2 separate regions of the Sus scrofa genome follow, and region 2 is linked to region 1. Evidence: chromatin contacts called from public Hi-C data. All regions are on one chromosome and are shown on one strand. Each heading gives the region's core, a stretch centred on a gene start, on an enhancer-like site or on the middle of the called end of the contact. The rest is flanking DNA. Distances are from core to core; before and after follow the strand shown. Region 1 overlaps C14H12orf49 (UPF0454 protein C12orf49 homolog). Region 2 overlaps MED13L (mediator of RNA polymerase II transcription subunit 13-like).

What was found. A called contact is a pair of places that touch in the nucleus more often than the background predicts.
Region 2: a contact with region 1 is called in a Hi-C map of skeletal muscle, with 6 times the contacts expected there. The contact joins two enhancer-like sites. A contact is called at or near these places in 1 of 47 Hi-C or Micro-C datasets (skeletal muscle) and 1 of 2 datasets of contacts at active chromatin or transcription factors (alveolar macrophages).

Annotation. Positions count from the first base shown.
Region 1 is chr14:35,990,398-35,997,205 of Sscrofa11.1, forward strand. The region is part of intron 5 of C14H12orf49 (UPF0454 protein C12orf49 homolog); the gene reads left to right. Among named protein-coding and RNA genes, the nearest start is that of MED13L, 68 kb to the right of the region's middle. Within about 2 kb of position 3,449, at least 38 of the 83 cell types and tissues checked have an H3K27ac peak or open chromatin away from gene starts, as enhancers often do. A contact at or near this core is called in alveolar macrophages and skeletal muscle, where this site is marked.
Region 2 is chr14:36,268,694-36,275,501 of Sscrofa11.1, forward strand. All of the region lies in intron 4 of MED13L (mediator of RNA polymerase II transcription subunit 13-like), which reads left to right. Among named protein-coding and RNA genes, the nearest start is that of MED13L, 210 kb to the left of the region's middle. Within about 2 kb of position 3,093, at least 2 of the 83 cell types and tissues checked have an H3K27ac peak or open chromatin away from gene starts, as enhancers often do. A contact at or near this core is called in alveolar macrophages and skeletal muscle, where this site is marked.

The sequences.
Region 1 (6,808 bases), core at 2,199-4,698:
AAACAATATGCAAACTTGTTTGGTTTTTTTTTTGGATTTTTAGGGCTGCCCCCGAGGCATATGAAAGTTCCCAGGCTAGGTGTCGAATCAGACCTGCAGTTGCTGGTTCCGGGCCACAGCCACAGCAACACGGGATCTGAGCCGTGTCTTCGACCTACACCACAGCTCATGGCAACACTGGATCCCTAACCCACTGGGCAAGGCCAGGGATCAAACCCGCGTCCTCATGGGTACTAGTCAAGTTCATTAATCGCTGAGCCATGACGGGAACTGCAGTATGCAAACTTTCGAGATGGCTTTTTTTCACTCAGCATAAAGGCCTTGAGAGACATCTGAGTTATTGCAAATATCAATAGTTCATTCCTTTCTATTGCTGAATAATATTCCGCAGTATGGGTGTACCACAATTTTTTTAATCCATCCTCTAATTGAGGAACATTTAGGTTGTTTCCAGTTTGGGGTAATTATGAATAAAGCCACAATAGACATTCATGTACAGGTTTTTGTATGACCATTACTTTTTATTTCTCTGGAATAAAGGCCCACAAGTACAACTGTGTATCACGTTTTTTGTGACATCATTTCACTACGTATATTCTCTATTTGTGGTAGGCAGCATGTGAGAGGGGCAGGAAGTATTGGGCCTTGAAGAAACACCCCAGAATTTGGATTTTGCTCCATCACCCACAGCAGGCAATGGTCTCAGTTCAGGCCTCTGTAAAATGGGTGTGTTTAACACAACACTCAGGTTCATGAGGCAGACAGATAAACATAGGCAACAGTGTGACAGATGGTAGGAGTTTTACAAATGCAGATTTCCTTCCTTGCATCCCCTGTGGTTCTCAGCACAGTGCCCACGAGGACATGGAAGGTGTGGGATCAAGGAAGGAAGCTGGGGGTGGGGGGGTGGGACTGGCAAAGAACGAACAGAGCCCAGCTGGGGTTTCTGAACAGGTGGGCGGGCTCACAGACTCCACACACAGTCAGGATCTGGCCTAGAAAGGAGGCCGACTACTTGGCTGGATTGGAATCCCTTCTCAGAGTGGCAGGTGGCAGGTGCATGCTGCCTGGTTAGCAGGTGCTTGTGGCTGGCAGTGTCAACAGAGGCTCAGAATTGTTGGAGAGCTCGCCTCTCCATTGTCCCCACATTCCACCAGAGGCCAGGGAAGAGAGCCCATCTCTTCCATTGTGGGTTGTCTAGAATTAACTAATATTTGCTATGAGCATTTACTATGCACATAGACCCTGTGCATAAAACATCCACACAACAGAAAGAGACTTTCATTCTCATATTACACATGGGAGAAAAAAGTCTCAGAGAGGCAATATTAGTTGCCCAGCCCTATCTGACCTCAACCCCCTTGATTTGGTCCCTGTGCTGCACCACTCCAGAACAACCAATCTCCTCTATCTGTCACCTGCATGGCATCACAGCAACCCTTTCCCTCCTCTACCATCCTAGTAGAAGGAACCAATGTAGTTCCCATCCTAGTACTGGGAACTAATGTAGCCCTAAACCCCTCCTTGAGAGTAAGAATAAGCCTTGCCCTGTGGTTGGATGTATAAATGAGGACTCTTTTTACTACATTAACAAATACTCAACTCAATCTGACTTATATCGAAATGAAAATATATTGGCTTCATTAACCAAAATGTTCAGGGAAATTAGTTTTAGGCACAGCTGGATCCAGGTGCCCAAACGTTATCAGAAATCTGTCTCTCTCTTTTAGCTCATCTTTGTTTGTTTGTTTCTTGTTTTGACTTCATTGGGTTTTGTTTTGTTTTGTTTTTTGCTTTTTAGGGCCGCACCAGTGGCATGTGGAAGTTCCCAGGCTAGGGGTGGAATCAGAGCTGTAGCTGCTGGCCTCCACTTGACTTCATTGTTTAATAGCAAGAATGGTCATCATCAGCTCCAAGGCTGCCTCCTATAAGTTTAGCAATCTCAGTGAGAAAAGAGAGCCCCTATTCCCAGAGAGTTCCTATCATGGTCCCAGGATTGACCATCACCGGACCTCATGTGCATGACATGCCCAGTCCCGATCAGTCACTGTGTAGCCAGGAGAATGGGAATCACAGATTGGCCAGGCCTGGGAACACGTGTCCACCTCCAGAGTTGGGGACAAGGGATCCTCTTCCATCTAGAGTAAGGCTGTGAGGGTGGGATGATACCCCAAAGGAAAAAAATGGATGGTATTACCAGGAGATAAAATGGTATCTGGGGAGTTCCCTTTGTGGTGCAGTGGAAACAGATCTGACTAGTATCCATAAGGATGCCAGTTCAATCCCTGGGCTCACTTAGGGGTTAAGGATCCAGCGTTGCTGTGAGCTGTGGTGTAGGTCACAGATGCGGCTTGGATCTGGTGTTGCTGTGGCTGTGGTGTAGGATGGCAGCTGTAGCTCCAATTTGACCCCTAGCCTGGGAACCTCCATATACCAAGAGTGCAGCCCTAAAAAAAAAAAGAATCTGGACAGGAGTTCCCTGGTGGCTCAGCAGGTTAAGGATCCAGCATTGCCACTGCTGTGGCTTTGGTTACTGCTATAGCACGGGTTCTATCTCTGGCCTAGGAACTTCGGCATGTTGTGAGCACAACCAAGAAAAAAAAACGTATGTGGACAAACCAAACAAACAACATAGAATGTCTCCTCCTGCCCCTCTCACCCCAAAACATTTCAGCTGCATTACATCTCTACCTGTGCCAATTTGGAAAGGGGGAGATTCCCTGTGGTGAGTGATGCTGGAAAAATTACCAGTGGCCCTAGGAGACCAAATAGGAGCCACCAGACATTTCAAGGGCAGCGGTTTGGGAAAGACAAGCTTTCAGGGCGTGTGAAGCTTGACGTTATCTATTTTGTTATCTCTATAGAAGCTTTCTTTCTCCATTCTAATGACTTCAGCTCTTCAGAGGTATTGAAATTGGAAACTTCACATTGAGAGGCCAATTGCCAGAAGCTCACAAGTCAGAGAACTTGATTCCTTCTTTGCCTTGAACCTGGAATAGAGGTAGGGAAAAGTCAGGGGTCCCCCAACCTCTTATGACTGTTTCTTTAGCTTTGGAGTCAAGATCACAGCCAAAGACTTCCACTAGCTGGCTCAAAGAGTTTGGGTCAGGCTGGGGCTTCTCAGAAACCACCAAGCTGCAGAGGTTCATGAAATCCCCATAGCTTACTTGGAATTCACAGCTTTCCCTCATGTCATTTTTTGTTCAAAACCCCAGTCAACCCTAAGTAAAGGGACAGAGCCGCCACACAGAGAACAAAATGCTCTTCCGCTCTGAGCCCTTCAGCTCTGGCTGTACATGAGCACTTTTTTTTTTCCCGTAACACAGGAAATTCAGAAAACCAGCACCAGCTCACTTTTTTTAAAAAGGGGACTCACACATACAAGAAATAATAATAAAACCTTTTCAAACTAGTCCAGAAACTTGCCCACAGCACTTCTGGCCACGTTTGGGCTGGGCCTTTGTGACGTCACGCTAGCAATCAGCCAATGGGCCGGTGGCTCCAAGTTCCTAATCTGCATATTGCCTTGCATTGGTTCAAATTTCAGGACCATCTGTATTGTGGTGGTTTCTTTATATTCAAGGTTACCCACATCAGGCAGAGGGACAAACTCCACTCCTGGCCTTTCTTGCCCAAGGATCAGAATCAAGACAGTCAGTCCTTTCTGGGAAAGGGGCCTCGTGGAGGTTATGAAATCCAGTGGGGTGTGGAAGGAGAAAGTGTTGGCAGTCCAGAAGGGATGGAAGCAGGAGGTGGCTCCTTGACCCCGTCCTTCCTTTCCTGACTCCACCAGCACCTCCCTTGCATTTCCCAAGTGATTTAATTATCTATTCTTTGTCTCAAGGACTGTCAGCCCCGAAATTTGGGTGAGGAGAAATCAGACACAGGTTATTTAAATTATTATGCCTGATTTTATCTTGCTGACTGGTAGCTCAGGCATGTGAATTGAACATGCAAATGTGAGCACAACAACATGCATAATTTAAGAGCCTCAAATTAACAAAGGGGAAACAATTGAGTAATCTTACTGCTTTCTCTGAAGCCCAGTTTTCCGAGACTGTTGTAACTTTTTTTTCCCAGCTGTCTGAAAGGAGGACTTGGAAAACAGAAGGATTTGAAGCAGAAGGGTGTATGTAGCTACTGATGGCAAAGAAAAGAAAGTAGGAAGATTTCGATATTAAAATGTAGTTACATTTCACTTAGGTATCATTTAATTTGGATCTGGTGTAAATAATCTCAAACAAGCTTCCCTTTACTTTGTGCTATCAACAAATATGGCATCTGGGAGTTCCCGTCGTGGCGCAGTGGTTAAGGAATCCGACTAGGAACCATGAGGTTGCGGGTTCGGTCCCTGCCCTTGCTCAGTGGGTTAACGATCCGGCGTTGCCGCGAGCTGTGGTGTAGGTTGCAGACGAGGCTCGGATCCCGCGTTGCTGTGGCTCTGGCGTAGGCTGGTGGCTACAGCTCCGATTGGACCCCTAGCCTGGGAACCTCCATATGCCGTGGGAGCGGCCCAAGAAATAGCAACAACAACAACAACAAAGACAAAAAGACAAAAAAAAAAAAAAAAACAACAACAACAAAAAAAACAAATATGGCATCTGATAGAGCTCTGTTTCTCAACTCCCAAGGTTTTGATTTGACAGGTCTAGGCAGAAATAAAGACATTTAAACAGGTATCCCAAGTGTTTTCTGCCAGAAGAGGACTACACTTGAGAAGCTCTGTCTTGATTTTTAAATATTTACCCCAATGGTCTTCACAAACTATTGAAATAGCTCAGCAACTGAAATACTTTAGCATGAAAATTATCTCTTTGATTGTCTACTATACCCAAAAGCTGTGCAGAAACCCCTACTCTAAACACTCAAAGAACTGAACCTGACACAGGAGCCACCCTAACTATGAAGAGAGGTGGAACAATCATGACAATGTGTGTTGAGGACCTCATACCACAGGGCTTAACTGATCAAGGGCTGCAGTGCTGGTTCTGATATTGCCGGAGATGCTGCTCCCAGCCCACGATTGAGCACAGCAGCTGTACTCCAAGGGCCTTGCCAAGCCTTCCCTAGATGCGCAGTGGTCTAGGATGCTTCCCACAAGACCTTCCTTCCCTCTCTTCTTCACTGGGGCTCTGATGGTCCTCCTAACTTCCCTGACTCCATCCCTGGTTTTTCTCACATGAACCTTTCCCCTAAGAAGAAACTTCTGCTTTGAATCCCATCAGGTTTTGACAAAGAACTTAATAGTATAACAGAGGTGGCATTTTTGGACCTTCTTTTATTGAGATGCTACTTCCCCTGCACTTTGTCCACCTTATATTCTAAGAGGAAGAGCAGAATGAATATCATCTCAAGAATGCAGATCATATGATGTAGGGGAAGCCCATCCAGACAGGAAGAGGAAGGGCAAGCACTTTCTTGAGGACTCTAGGCATCATTTTATGAAAACAATTATGTTCTATTACCAAATAAGCCTCATATATTCATATAAGTAGACCCCTCCCCCACTTCCCTATGCTCCTTCTTTTGCAACTATACTTTCTTCCAGGTAATTAAATCATTTCTTTCCAAATAAATTCTAGCATTTGAACCATTTACTCGATTAGACTTTCTCTCCTCACACAGTTCAAATTAGTGAGTTCAGATTTCCAGGTACCATGCTGTGAGTATTAGCTAAGAATAGGCGAGTGAGGGAGAGGGGGAACAAACATTACTTTTATGGCATTTATTTTACTCTTTTCTTTAGCATGGTCTGATGCCAGAACTTCCATACTGCTTTGTCTCTTGGTTTCTCATCTCATGGAGGCACAAGCTCATCTTCCTTCTAATTTTTTTTCTTAGAATCAGAGAACTCTTTCAAAACCCTTGTCCCCATTATCTCGGAGCAGAATTTACCATCACTGTGTTTTCAGTAATTTCTCCAACTCTTTCCTTTTAGGCAGAAACACAACTTTTGTGCTGGAGCAGTACTGCTTTGGAGGGAGGTAGCTTGATATCCAGAGCCTGGTTACCAGATCAGCTCCTGTGGCACTGGTGGTTGCCATTGTTGGACCATCAGTGCTTTCCCCTCCCTGCCCCCCCCCACCCCAGAGGAGGAAGTAGCTCTGATTTCCAGGGTAGGGAACTCTGGGGCAGTAATTCCCTGGGGTTTCCATTTGAACTCATTTGGTGTCTGGCACCATTTTTTATCTCCTTTATTCCAGTTCTGATTTCTCCTTGTTGGGAGGTGCTGTGATGGTTCACAGAGCTCTCATCCTTATGTTTTGGCTCTAAACACATTGCATTGCAATTGCCTGTTTACATGTCTGTCTCTCTGAGAGGTTTTCATGCAATGAAACTATGTATGTCCAGGTGGGAATTAAATCCCTCAGGCCTGGTACAGTGCCTGCCACATAGTAGGTATTTGATAAATGTTTGATGAAGGAAAGCTGTCAAGAGAGATCAGGAAAGGCTGGGGTTGGGGACCTAAGCAGATCCACAGGTGTAGACATTCTACTCTCATGCCTGAGGCCAGATGGACCCAGGGGAAGAAGGCTACAAGATGCTATGGACATAGGTTCCTAGATTTGGTCAAGTGTTAACCCCAAAGTGCCAAGGGTGATATAATCAAAGGGATTGACATGAATCTTCATTGAGGAAAGAAAGCAGAGCTCAATGACACAATTTTGGGGTAGGAAGTCAGGTGTGACCCATTGTCCAGGAGAGAACTATGAGATCACAGCCAATACGAAAATGCAAATCAGCCTGAGGAGGTTGATATAGTGGCTGGAGCCAAGATACCTAGAGGACGTTATGAACAAAAGCCAAG
Region 2 (6,808 bases), core at 1,843-4,342, 280 kb after region 1:
GTTAAGAAAATCTAAGCCCTAACCCTAACCCTTATGATTTATAATATTGTTCATTGGTGATTTCTTTTTAAATTCCTAAAGCAGAATTATTCATTTGTATTTTTAGGGAGTTCCGTACTATAGAAGTTTAATCCAGAAGTACTTATTTGTGCTTTATATGTCATCTTAGTCAAAATTGTAGCTCCCAGCCATACGTATTTGGGCCTCTGGGGTACTGTTCGCTTCTTTGCTAGGCTGCTACTGTATGTTTTATTGTCATTCTTATCATTATGCCTGGTGTCTGGTGCGGGCAAGTGCTTTTAGTAGTTTGCCATACACCTTAATATGGTGCTTAAGATTCTGGAGTTTGAGGTCAGACTGCCTGGATTCAAATCTAGCTTTCCCAATTACCAGTGGTGTGAACTTAGGCAGGTAAAAGTTACTTAATCTCTTTTTTTCCAGTTTATCTGTAAAAGAAAAAGGTAATTGTTGTCCCTACATCATAGGATTATTATGAGAATTAAATGAGTTAATATTTATAAGGCACTTAGAAGACTGCCAGACATATGTTTGCTTATTAGTCAAATGAACATTTCATTTAATCTTCATAATAACCTCTAGGGAGAGATGATTATTTTACAGATGTGAAAAGTAAAGCTCAGAGAGATATGTGGTTTGCTTAAAGTCACACAGCTAGTGATGTGGATTGGGGATTTAAATTCTGGCCTGTTAGACTCCAAAAATGTGTGTTGGGATTAGAAGTGCCTGTCTTATAATAGCCCATATACTTAGACATTATTTTATCTAGTCTAGCTCTTAATACATGATGTCAAAAGTGAGCGGGTACTTGTGCTATATAAAACTTATCATAATTATAGTCAAGTGTGTGTGAAAAAATACTTAGGCATGATTCTAATGAGTAAAAAGGATATATGTAGGATTACCTTACCTGTTCCTAAGATATTAAAAACATAAAAGTTGTTTAAATTTTATGATTCTTAAAATTCATCACTCCCCCCACCCCCAAGGAAAAAAGTTAAATAACATAGTTTAGAATAGAGTCAACTACATATGAATATAAAAAATCCCTGTCAAGGTGAAATAAAATTATTTGGAAAGGAAACATTATAATAATCTGAGAAAAGTATGTGTTAAAATGGAAAAAGCATGAAACTGATAATTTAGAATATATATTTAGAATATATGCACTGAAGTCAAGTGTGGAATGAAACATCCTCATCAAAGGTATATACTCCAGTAAAATTTATTTATCTTGGTTATACTTTAAGGCCTTAAGGAGTTCCTACTGTGGTGCAGCAGAAAGGAATCCTACTAGTATCTATGAGGATGCATGTTTGATCCCTGGCCTTGATCAGTGGGTTAGGGATCTGACATTACCGTGAGCTGTGGTGTAGGTCGAAGATGTGGCTTGGATCCCACGTTGCTGTGGCTGTGGTGTAAGCAGCCGACTGTAGCTCTGATTTGACTCCTAGCCTGGGAACCTCCATATGCTGCAAGTGTGGCCCTAAAAAGCAAAAATAAAATAAGGCCTTAAAAAAATCCTATTGAAGCAATCAATGATGATTTATCTATCTTTTGGTGGTTTCATTAAGATTTTTCAAAAAGTACTTGAAAACAAGCAGTACTAAAGAAAAGCAATAGTCTGATCATGATAAATATGTCAAGTATAAGTCCCAGAAAATACTAAAAATGAACATATTAATTAGACCCTTCTCCTCTGTGCTCATGGTTGATCAATAAAAACAGGCATTATTTATGAAGAAAAGACTCAATTTCATTCAGGTTTTACAGTAATCTTTACACCAGACTTTATAAGAAAAGTGTTTTGTTCATTCATCCTGTTTCTTAAATGCAGATGAAAACAAATGGGAAGGATACCTACACATCTATTGAAGAAGCAAAAATAAAAATAAAAATAAATGGACAAAACCAAGGCTAGTGACATTTAAGGATAAATAACAATTATTTATTGTTAGTCTGTTTAAAAAAAAATGTTAGAAGGGTCCAGTCTTTCTAAATAGTGATATAGTACACAAAATGAGATCTGTAAAATTCATGTTATTTTTTTCATCTTGTAATACCATTTTTGACATATGGTATTATGGAAAAAGCTTTTTTTCATAATGTTTCTAGTTGCATAATTTATATTTAGTCAATAACAAAAACCTACCTCCAATTTTCAATAGCCAAGCAAAAATACTTTTTCAATATGAATTTATATTTTCACTATTGAGATTTCTTAGATAATATCTAAAATGTGCTTCTAAGTGATCAGGAATACCAAATGTACACGATGCTTACATTAACGTAAAATAACTCGTTAAAAATGGTAAAGGTTCTATACAGATCTTCTTTCTGGGTACCAGTTTCTTTGTAAAATGAAGGTGTGGGACAAAATGACCTCTGGCACTGATTCTTTGAAGTCTATGAACCAAGGATAGCAAGAGGTGATAGATTCTTACAATTATTTTTTTATGGCCATATAAAGTTACCCTATTTCTCCCCCACCCTAACTTGACTGATATTTGATTGATACTTGACTAAAAACTAATGTGTTGAGCACAGTGCCCAGTCTGTAGGATTTCAGTAAGTGGATGATAGGTAGATGGATGTTTTAATGACTGGTCCTCTGACAGTTTTTTATTTCTTCAAAAATTTTTCCAGCTGTATTGAAGCATAATTGATGTTAACTAGTTTTTATTTCTTTTGTAATGCTGGTTAAATAAGGAACAAATGATACTCGTGAGTATTTCTTTCTGGTTAGCCTTTTATGTAAATGAAATAATATCTTAACATTTATTAATTAAAGTAGTAGTATTACTTTTCTAAGCATTTTTCTCAGATTATTTAATCATGGTAATCTTATTAGGTAATAATTACCCTCAGTTTATGGATGTAAAACCTAATGTGCAATAAGGTTAAGCAACCTACTCAAAGTTAGCTAGCAGTTTAAAGGAGGCTAGACTTTGAGCCTGCTTTCATACCTTCTGCTTTCTCATAACTCTGCTCATACCTCATTGCTCTGGACTTGGATAGGTTCTGATAGGTCTTGAGACTCTGTAGCTTGGACAAGAATGTGGGTCAGGCAGTTCAACATGTTGTTTTGGGAACCCACACCAATTAAAAAAACTGGTCAGGACTTGGAACAGTGAAGGAATCTAGGCTAGGCATCATCATTTAGAAAAAAAAAAGACAAATGCTGGGATTGTTCTAAACGAAAAATGATGAGTTTGGCCAACAAATCTTGGTTCCAAGTATCAACTTTAATAGGGATGTTCAGGATTCCTTTGGCATTATTTTCCATTTCTACCACTAAATTTCTGGCTTATAAGAAGCATCTACCTTTTGAACTGCTGGGGGATAAGATATCAACTCTTCAGATGAGATAGAGCCTCTGTATTCCTTGGGCTTTGAGTTTTTCTCAGTCACTTTTGGGAAGCAGCACCTTTATTATTTTTTTGGACTGGGTCATTGCATTAGTGCTGCATTCTTTTGAGTACCTTGGCTCTTGTGTCCATTTTATTTCCCATGTTATAACCAGAGCTCTCAGGTTGTTAATCTCAAATTGGGGCCCTGCCTTTTCTTCCCTCATTAGATTTTTATACCTTGGAAAGATATACTCTTTTTTTTTTTTTCCCCCTTGTTTTTTGGCAACCCCCACAGTATATGGAGTTCCCAGGCCAGGGATTGCATCTGAGCCAGAGTTGTGACCTATGCCACAGCTGCGGCAATACCAGATCCTTAACTCACTGTGCTAGCCAAGGGATTGAATCTCCATCCCTGCAGCTGCAGAGACACCCTTGATCTCATTGTGCCACAGCAGGAATTCCAACATATGTTCTTTTATTTATTATTATTATTATTATATTGCCACACCCACAGCATATGGAAGTTCCCAGGCCAGAGATCAAGTCTGAGCTGCAGCTGCAAGCCAAGGAAGCTCTGGCAACACCAGATTGCAGAAACTCCAGCATATGCTTTTTTATGTGGGTCACCATGAGTACATAAAAGGTGATGCCATCGCTAGCATATGGTTGTGCACAACAGTAATAGACAAGTATTGCTTTAGATTAAAATCCTAACAGTTCCCTAGAGAGCAGAGACTGAGTGTACTTAAAATATAGAGTTAAAATCCAAAACACTGACACTCTGAAAAGCATATGTGGGTAGTCAGTTCAGGGTAGTACATTAGAATTCAGATTTCTTGAGTAAAGCTATTGTCAATCCTGAGGCAATAAACAGGCAGCAGGGGTCAGGAAACAAATTTATAGGCCAGTGATTCTACTGTCCTCTTTGCCACAGCATTGTCAATATTTTCCTATCCACATTTGGGTTTATGCCAAGGAGGAATTCTTTAGTTGGATGTTTTAGAAATTCTAAACCATATTTCAGGACTGTTTATATTTGAAAAGTGTTAGTGTTTGAAAAGCGGTAATCAGTAGAATATAGTCTTGCAGAACAGACTATCAATAAATTCTTAAACTGCTATTTTTTTAAAAGGGCGTGTTAAGACTGTGTCCTATAAAATGAGCCTTGATGTTTTGGGGATTCTTCTGGCTTTGTGTTGTCAACAGTGTACTTGCTGTGTGAGCTGTCAGACACATCTGAGGCCCAGAAAACTCCCCAGTGCTAGATTAACAAAGCACCCCACCACCCTTATCCACATATCACATAAGGGGGCAGTATATAATTTTTGGTGAAGTTCCCTTATTTGATCTTCCCTCAAATTGATAGGCAAAAATGAATTTTGTTTTAAGGGTCCGTTCCGTATTTGTGTTTGTGAGAGTGATAGTTGAACACGGTCTTGGTGAATAAGACTGATTTTAAGTCAAATACTTTCAAATATCTTTCCATCTAATCCCTCAGATAGTCTAAAGTAATTTAGAAAATGAAATTCATTCATGAATGATCCCTGTGTTGCCATTTGAGTCTGTGTTCTGAGAATTTGCTAAAAGCTTTGTGTTCATTTACTCACTTAATCCTTCATTTTAATCCTATAATGTAAGAACTGTTATCTTCATTTTATAGGTGAGAACACTGAAGTGTCCATAGTGTTTTTTCATAATGAGTGGCGTAGATAGTCATGCTACAGATTCAGATTTCTGCTCTAAAATTTGTGTTCTTTACTCCTATGGTTATATTACTCTAATGAAGAGGTTTAAAGGAGGGGTAATGCATGAAAAATATTTGTTGTGTGCTTTTTCTCCTTCTTACTTGTTGAGTTCATCACAGACTATGTTCAAGTAATGTGTAATAAATATAATAGAGGAGATAAAGCATCTACTTCTTTATTTTGTAATCATTTATCGAGATTTAACATCATCTTCTAGGGAGCTCCCTGGAGGTCTAGTGGTTAGGATTTGGTACTTGCACTACTGAGGTAATTAGTTTAAAAAAAATCCTCTTCTAATTAGCACAACAATATGAATCAGCTATACTTTAATTAAAAATGTGCAAGAAAAAAGTAATCTTCTTGCAGTAACCTTCATTCATCCTATATTTTGATAGGGTTCTCCAAACTTGTGTATAAAGAGAGTCTGTTAAAGTACTCAAATAAAAATCTTACTTTGTGTCTTTTTTTTCTTTCTATTAAAGATTCCTACTTTGTGTTTGTATTAGAAATTACAAAATACATTGTTTTTTATTCCTTGGTGGTTAATAAAATGGCAGTGTCTACAATTTATCGTTTCTTAAATTCAATGAAATAATAGAGTTAACATGTAGAAAATTAGAGAGTAAACAAATAGATACATATTAGGGATAGGTGCTTATTTATTATTTACTTGATTAAGAGTATGTAATCAAAATTTTTTCAAATTTTATCTCCCCTGCTTAGAATTTTTAAATTTCCCATCATCTTACCAGGTATGCTCTTGCCAATATAGGTGCCATCCAAGTGTCTTTTCCCAAGGCATTCTAGTGTGGACCATTTTAGGATTGTTGAGGCAGGTAAACTCCCATCAGGTGATCAACATAGGTATTACAGAGAGTTTTGTTTTGTAGTGCCCATTTCAGTGTTTTGTAGATTTCATTTGGCTTTAGACCCATTCCTTGAAATTCTTCCTCTGAACATTTTGTCTGTTTGTCATCTGAATTCTTCTGAATTATTATTATTTAGCCAGTGAGCATTCAAACACTAATGCCATTCTTTATACTGTGTTTTTTCATCTTATACCTTTCCCTCATCTCTTGTTGATTATCGTTTCCAGCATTACAGGGCTCACTTTGTATTCTCTACAGTTATTCCCACTGTTATTCATCATTTTCTCATCACTTTTTAAAATGATCTAGGATTTTATTTCTGTTGACTACGCATTTTTTATTTTTACTGCTTTTGTGTTTGTTAAACACGATAGAACCAGTCATCTTATTAAAACTCCAGATATTGGAGTGGCCGCGTGTGACCACCTGCGCCATCTGTTGGTAGCTGGTAGAGTTGATTCTTTTGCTCTAGAGATTTTTCTTTCTTACAATGAAAATTTGAAAGTTGAAAATTCATAAATAAAGAGTTTTCTATGTTTTTTTTTTCCCCCCTTTTTTAGGGCCGTACCCGTGGCATATGGAAGTTCCCAGCCAGGAGTCCAATCAGAGCTACAGCCGCTGGCCTACACACAGCAACATCAATACCAGATCCGAGCCACATCTGCAACCTACTTATTCCACAGCTCACAGCAATCCTGGATCTTTAACCCACTGAACAGGGCCAGGGATCAAACCCGCATCCTCATGGATACTAATCCAGCTCGTTACCACCAAACTACAAAGGAAACTCTGCTTTCTGTGTTTTAATACAGATGAAAATTTTATA